2 separate regions of the Sus scrofa genome follow, and region 2 is linked to region 1. Evidence: chromatin contacts called from public Hi-C data. All regions are on one chromosome and are shown on one strand. Each heading gives the region's core, a stretch centred on a gene start, on an enhancer-like site or on the middle of the called end of the contact. The rest is flanking DNA. Distances are from core to core; before and after follow the strand shown. Region 1 overlaps LOC106508433 (a long non-coding RNA gene). Region 2 overlaps CAST (calpastatin).

Region 1 (3,171 bases), core at 609-3,108:
AGTCCAATGCCCTTCACCTCCAGTCCACACTCTGTCCTGTGTTGAGTGTCTTCAATGAAAGCACTTTTTTTTTTTTTTTTAATCTTTTTAGGGCCGTTCCCATGGCATATGGAGGTTCCCAGGCTAGGGGTCAAATTGGAGCTGTAGCGGCCAGCCTACACCAGACACAGCAAGGCCAGAACTGAGCCACCTCTGGGACCTATACCACAGTTCATGGCAATGCCAAATCCTTAACCCACTGAGTGAGGCCAGGGATCAAACCTGTGTCCTCATGGATCCCAGTCAGATTCATTTCCCCTGAGCCACAACGGGAACTCCATGACAGCACTTTTTACTTGAAAAACTTAAGGGTGTTCAAAAGCTCAAAGTAGCAATTATAATGAGCATATATCTCCAAAACAGTGCTTTGCAAACTTTAATGCCTATGCTAATAACCTGGAGATCCTGTTAAGTGTATCTCTTGATCCATTCGGTCTAGAGTAGTCTAGGATTCTGCTTTTCCAAGGAGCTCCCTTTTTTGAGGTAATCACAAATATCTTTCAATGAAATATTATAACTTTTTCCATATTTACCAGTGTTTAGGTTAAGTTTAATACTAGGCACCTTACATTTTTTATTATTAGTGCTCCCGTTATTTACATTTTCTTTTTAAATTCTCACAATGCTATGAGTTAGACATTTTATAACTAAGGAAACTAGACTTGTAAAGATTAAGTAACTCATCCATTGTCATAGGTAATAAATCACCAGGTAACACCCATACTCCTGGCCAAAGGCGCTCACTTTGAGAACTACAGCTCTGTAGTTTCTCTGGATAATGACCCTTTAATTAACAATGGTTAAAGGTGAGAACTCCACCAGGTGGCAGCAGAAGCTCATTATTTTATCTAGAGTGACTTTCCACTTCCTTCTGGATTATTATTGGCAGATGCCTGACTCCTTACATTGTTTCAAGGGGTGGAATCAGGTTCCCTTCCCCTCTGGGTTCTGTGATAGCTTCCCTACCACAGTGCATCCTGTGGACAATGGACTTTCATCAAAAGCATCCAGCTTGGACATGGTTATCATGCCCTAAAGCCTCTCCCAAAAAGCATATTTCAAGAGGCTTATAAAATGAGAATGAAAAATTGTTTCCCATCAGTTGCTTTCTCATCATAGTGAGTTGTTCAATTTAGGCACCTACCCAAGAATGGGAGGTATGATGTGAAATGTTTGGCAGGATATGAGAGAAGGAAATGATTCATTCGTTATGGGGGAAGGGAAACATTCAGGCAGATAAACCTGAAGCCGAGTCCAAAGATTCAGGCAAAATCCAAGGAGCATGTCCATGGACCCTTAGCTTCATGCCTGAGGCCAGGCCCAGCTTGTGCCGAGAAACTTCATACCACCCCTCTTTGTTTTTTCTTCTTCTTCTGAACCTGAAAAAAAAAAAATTTTTTTTTTTTAATCATGGCAAGGAATCCTAATGTTCCCACCCTGAGCTTTGTAAAGCAGAAACAGTCCAGTCTTATTAAGACAGTTAATGCTCTTCTGATTTTTAGTTACTTACCAGCATAAACTTGTGCACTGGGGAGACTGCAGGGTCAGCCCCCAATGTACCCTGAGCAGCTAAAGTATTTAGTGTAATTTAGCAGTTCCTGGGAAAGTCTCCTGCACCCCCCACCTCACCTCTCCTTATTCTGCAGTCATCAATCATCTTGCAGAGCACATGGCCACTGTCTTTCAGATTGCTTTGTCAGTGGAGCAAATGGGCTCAAAGAAAAGCAAGCAAACTGCAAAGGGTAGTTTGAGGCTGTGCTTGGCTGAGACTAGCACTGACGGAGAACTTAACCTGCTCCACTGCTTGAGAGGCTAGGCAGGCCAGGGAGCCTAAGAAGGGCCGGCAGGATGGTCACGGTTACGATGTTATCAGTGGACCCATTAGTTAGGGGTTGCTCCTTCAAGGGTTTGCTTGGAAAGACGTCTCAGAGAACATGTTTCTTTACACTGAGGTCCAAAAGTGGAAACTCAGAGAGTCAGGGTCCCTGTTCCAGAGTCATATGGCTACAAAGTGTGGATCTGGGCTATGAACCCAGGACTCCAATGAGTGGACTCTCAGATACTGGGCTTCACACCCAAGAGATGTGTATTGAATTCATTTATTTATAAGAGAAGTTGTACTTTGTAAACAAACAAACAAAAATATAAAAGTGAAATACCAGAAAGAAAAAACCGATCATCTAGAGATAGGTAAGTGGCAAAGAGAATAAGAATGTTTTTCACCATCAGATCTGATCTCTGGATTTTCTCTGGGTCTGAGGATTCTGGTTCTATCACCACAGGGCGTGGTGCCCCAGCCACTGGAGCTTTCGGCCACAGCTCCCTGCTGCTGCCTTGAAACAAACCTTCCTTATGGCTCTCTGCCGTCTTCCTTCGAAGTATCAAGGGCATAGCCTGGATCATAGGTTAAGACACTGAGATTAGTTGCTGCTATTCTTTCACCAATGTCTCTCAACTCTCTTTTGGTCACAAAAGAATATAGTGAAAAGCTACAGACCTTCTAATCTATTAAAGAATATACACACACCAGGGCACACAGCTTCAGGGAGGTTCATGTACTACCTGAATCCTATCCAGAAAATCAAGCCATTATTTGGGTTATTTAAATTGAGACACATTTACAAAATGCCACTGGCACCCTTTAGTAAGAGATAGGCTAAAATAAGAAGGTATAGGACCTGGAAGTTGTTCATCATAAATGTGTACCATTACATGTGTCCTTTAGGTAGACATAAATAATAGTGCTTTGAAACTCTACAAAAAGAAGCATTTTTTTATTACTCAAATGAATTTATCACATCTGTAGTTGTATAATGATCATAACAATCTGATTTCACAGGATTTCCATCCCACAGCCCAAGCACATCCCCCCACCCCCCAAACTGTCTCCTCCAGAGACCATAAGTTTTTCAATGTCTGTGAGTCAGCATCTGTTCTGCAAAGAAGTTCCATCTGTCCTTTTTTCAGATTCCACATGTCAGTGAAAGCATTGGATGTTGGTGTCTCATTGTATGGCTGACTTCACTTAGCATGATAGTTTCTGGGTCTATCCATGTTGCTAAAAATGCTGGTATTTCATTCTTTTTAATGGATGAGTAATATTCCATTGTGTATATGTACCACATCTTCTTA
Region 2 (3,017 bases), core at 67-2,566, 130 kb after region 1:
AGGGTAAGACTTGAGCATAGGAATTTGGGAAAGACACTATGCAACCTACAGCAATCACTGAGCTCTACATTTTGTGGATCATAAGCATTAGTTGTGCCTTCTCAGCCTCCTCAAATTAATATTTGTTTCAGAAAAAAGAAGGGATCCCAGTGCCTCCTCCAGACACTTCGGTGAGTTTACATAGATGTCCTCCAATATCAGAGTTAACATTTTTATGTCTTTGGTTGGGGGGAGTGTGTTATCAATTCTGTGTATTGGGATTATGACTAAATCTCTAAATCAGATGCATTTTCCATCTGATCAGAGAAAAGGGGTGCGCATGGGGTTTGGCAATGCCTTTTCATTTCCCTTGTAAGTTTTTTGTTGGGAAGAAGAAAATTTTAGGCTAAAATAAATGTTAATAAAAATAGGATGAGACTGTCCTAGCATGTAATATGAGAAAAAAAACAGAAAAGTAATATTTATTGAGCACTCAATTCCTTCCCAAACAGAGGCTTTTGTCTGTATTACTAAACATCTCATTTGCTAGTAAAGGAATTGCCATAGCATGTTCTTTGTTTGCTGGGTTTATAATTGGATCTGTTACTTGAATCATTTCCACATGTGATTGCCCCATGTTACCTGTCATGCTGCCTGTTTCTTTAGAAACCCCTGGGGCCCGATGATGCCATTGATGCCTTGTCATTAGACTTGACCTGCAGTTCTCCTACAGCTGATGGGAAGAAAACCGAGAAAGAGGTATTGTTTTTAATATAATGAAGGAAACTTGTTAGAAACCATCTCAAACTTGAAGACACCTTTTTAGTTCTGGTTATCACAATTTGATTCATACATTCCCTTCATCTCTAAGTCAAAGCTTTTTATTTTGTTTTTCAGAAATCTACTGGAGAGGTTTTGAAAGCTCAGTCTGTTGGGGTAATCAAAAGCGCTGCTGCTCCACCCCACGAGAAAAAAAGAAGGGTGGAAGAGGTATAAATCATTACTTCTTTGCAACGAAGCATGGTCTGCCTGACAGCAGATGCTTTCCTGAGGCTTATGGAACTGATTCGGGAGAAGTCCGATTGTGCATCACACTTGATGAGTGTCTTTGCGCTCCTGGTCCTGTGTGGAGTAGTGAAACCAGTCAGGGTTCACTCGGTCATCTCCAGGCAGGCCTTCTCTTTCTGCAAATGCTTGTGGGTGATTTCAGCACACTTGCCTTGATTGTGGAGTAAGACTATCTCAAGATTCTACTGCTCAGAAGGGCAGGACCCCAGAGCAGCTGCACTCTTGCTTGGGGCATCAAATCTTCAACTTTCCTAAAGCATTTGAGCCCTGTGAATCACGAGGGGGCATTGTAGCTGCTTCTGTCCACTTCTCTTAGGCAGTCAGCTCTGCCTTGATCCTCGTGGATCCCAAAAGGTGACTCGGGGGGAAAAAAATAAAAGGAATGCCCTTCATGTGGCTCAGCAGTAACAAATTTGGCTAGTATGCATGAGAACACAAGTTTGATCCCTGGCCACTCAGTGGGTTAAGGATCTTGTATGAGCTGTGGCGTACGTCACAGAAGCAGCTCAGACCTGGCTTTGCTGTGGCTGGGGTGTAGGCTGGCAGCCTTAGCTCCAATTCAACCCCTGGCCTGGGAACTTCCAAATGCCTTGGGTGCGGCCCTAAAAAGACCAAAAAAAAAAGGGGGGGCTGTGGGGGGTGACTCTGGGCTGGATGAGAAACCATGCCCCACCTGCAGATAATGTAAGCAGCAGTTTCTGTTGGTGCTGCTCTGCCTCTCTCTCCTGGCGTGGACAGTTTGTTTTTTATCTGGCTGGGGGAGCAGTGAGAGCACCACACCCCTGAGAGCGGGAGTTCCTACAGCCCTCAGCCAATGTGTCTTTGGAGAAGGCGGCAGTGGGGCCCACTTCAGACACTTCAGAGCTCTCTGCTTCCTGGGCTTCCTGTTGTGCTGAAGGACAGGGCTGTCTGAAGCCATTTTTTAGGGACACGTTTTTAGAAAAAGAGAAACAGGATAGTGAAAGTTTACTTCTTGTAGCTTTTCTTTTTATATGAGTGTTTTATAATAAAGTTATTATTATAGTTACACTTCTAGCTTGCTAAATAAGAGGCAAAGTGTGCCCCTGAGAGCACTGTTACTATAGAAACGGGTCTGTCCTAGCCACAATTTTCATTCACTGGTAAGTTCTTTTTTCTTTCTCTCTTTTGCAAGGTTTCAAATAAAATTGCCTTTGTAAAGTCTTTCCCCAGTCCACAGTTCATTCTTAGAGATTTAAAATTTGAATTTCACAAAGAGGTGAGCGGATTGTTTGGGCTGAGGATATGTTTTCTCTTTGAATTTACAAAATTTATTTTTGCAGGACACGATGAGTGATCAAGCACTGGAGGCTTTGTCAGCTTCCCTGGGCAGCCGGAAGTCAGAACCCGAGCTTGACCTCAGCTCCATTAAGGAAATTGATGAGGTACTGACCTTGGAGTTCATGTACAAAGCCTGTTAGACTGCAGGTTGCAAGGTGACAAAACCAAAGGCATCATACATGTGTGGAATTCTTGCACCATTTTAATTTTATCAGAGATTTAAAGAGAATTGTTCTTGGTTCTGCCTTACTTTCTGCTAGTTAATTTAGCTATTTATTTCTGGGGAGTTAGCAAACCAGAAGGATATTTGAGTGTTTATCGTATAAACATCTAGAATTTTATTAATATTTAAAAGCAACACTAATCTCCCTTGCCAATTATTAAGACACCAGACTAAACAAGATAACATAGAGGCAGTGGCCTCATGGGAAGCAGGTTTGTCTGCTCTGATGAAATTTGGAAATTTGTATTTTCAGAAGGGTTCCAGGTGCTTTTCTTTCTTTTCTTTCTTTATAAGGAGAGAGGAATGTGGTTGCAGATAGGGTGGGAGATTATTTTATAGCTATGGGGAAAACTGTTGAAAACTGGTCTCAAATTAAAGTCAAGCAACAATTACTTTATAACTGGAGTTGCTATATGTTTATAGAGTATGGTAGTGGGGAGTGTTTATC

The links. Hi-C and Micro-C count contacts between places; a contact is called where the count stands out from the background.
Region 2: a contact with region 1 is called in a Hi-C map of omental adipose tissue, with 5 times the contacts expected there. The contact joins two enhancer-like sites. A contact is called at or near these places in 1 of 5 promoter capture datasets (liver), 28 of 47 Hi-C or Micro-C datasets (adipocytes, alveolar macrophages, blood and 15 more) and 2 of 2 datasets of contacts at active chromatin or transcription factors (alveolar macrophages and skeletal muscle).

Annotation. Positions count from the first base shown.
Region 1 is chr2:103,208,088-103,211,258 of Sscrofa11.1, forward strand. The region is part of intron 13 of LOC106508433 (a long non-coding RNA gene); the gene reads left to right. Among named protein-coding and RNA genes, the nearest start is that of CAST, 47 kb to the right of the region's middle. Within about 2 kb of position 1,859, at least 9 of the 83 cell types and tissues checked have an H3K27ac peak or open chromatin away from gene starts, as enhancers often do. A contact at or near this core is called in omental adipose tissue, where this site is marked.
Region 2 is chr2:103,336,550-103,339,566 of Sscrofa11.1, forward strand. It overlaps CAST (calpastatin), which reads left to right. Exons shown (of 31, transcript NM_214067.1): 13 at 132-170; 14 at 646-738; 15 at 877-969; 16 at 2,349-2,450. Among named protein-coding and RNA genes, the nearest start is that of ERAP1, 77 kb to the right of the region's middle. Within about 2 kb of position 1,317, at least 8 of the 83 cell types and tissues checked have an H3K27ac peak or open chromatin away from gene starts, as enhancers often do. A contact at or near this core is called in omental adipose tissue, where this site is marked.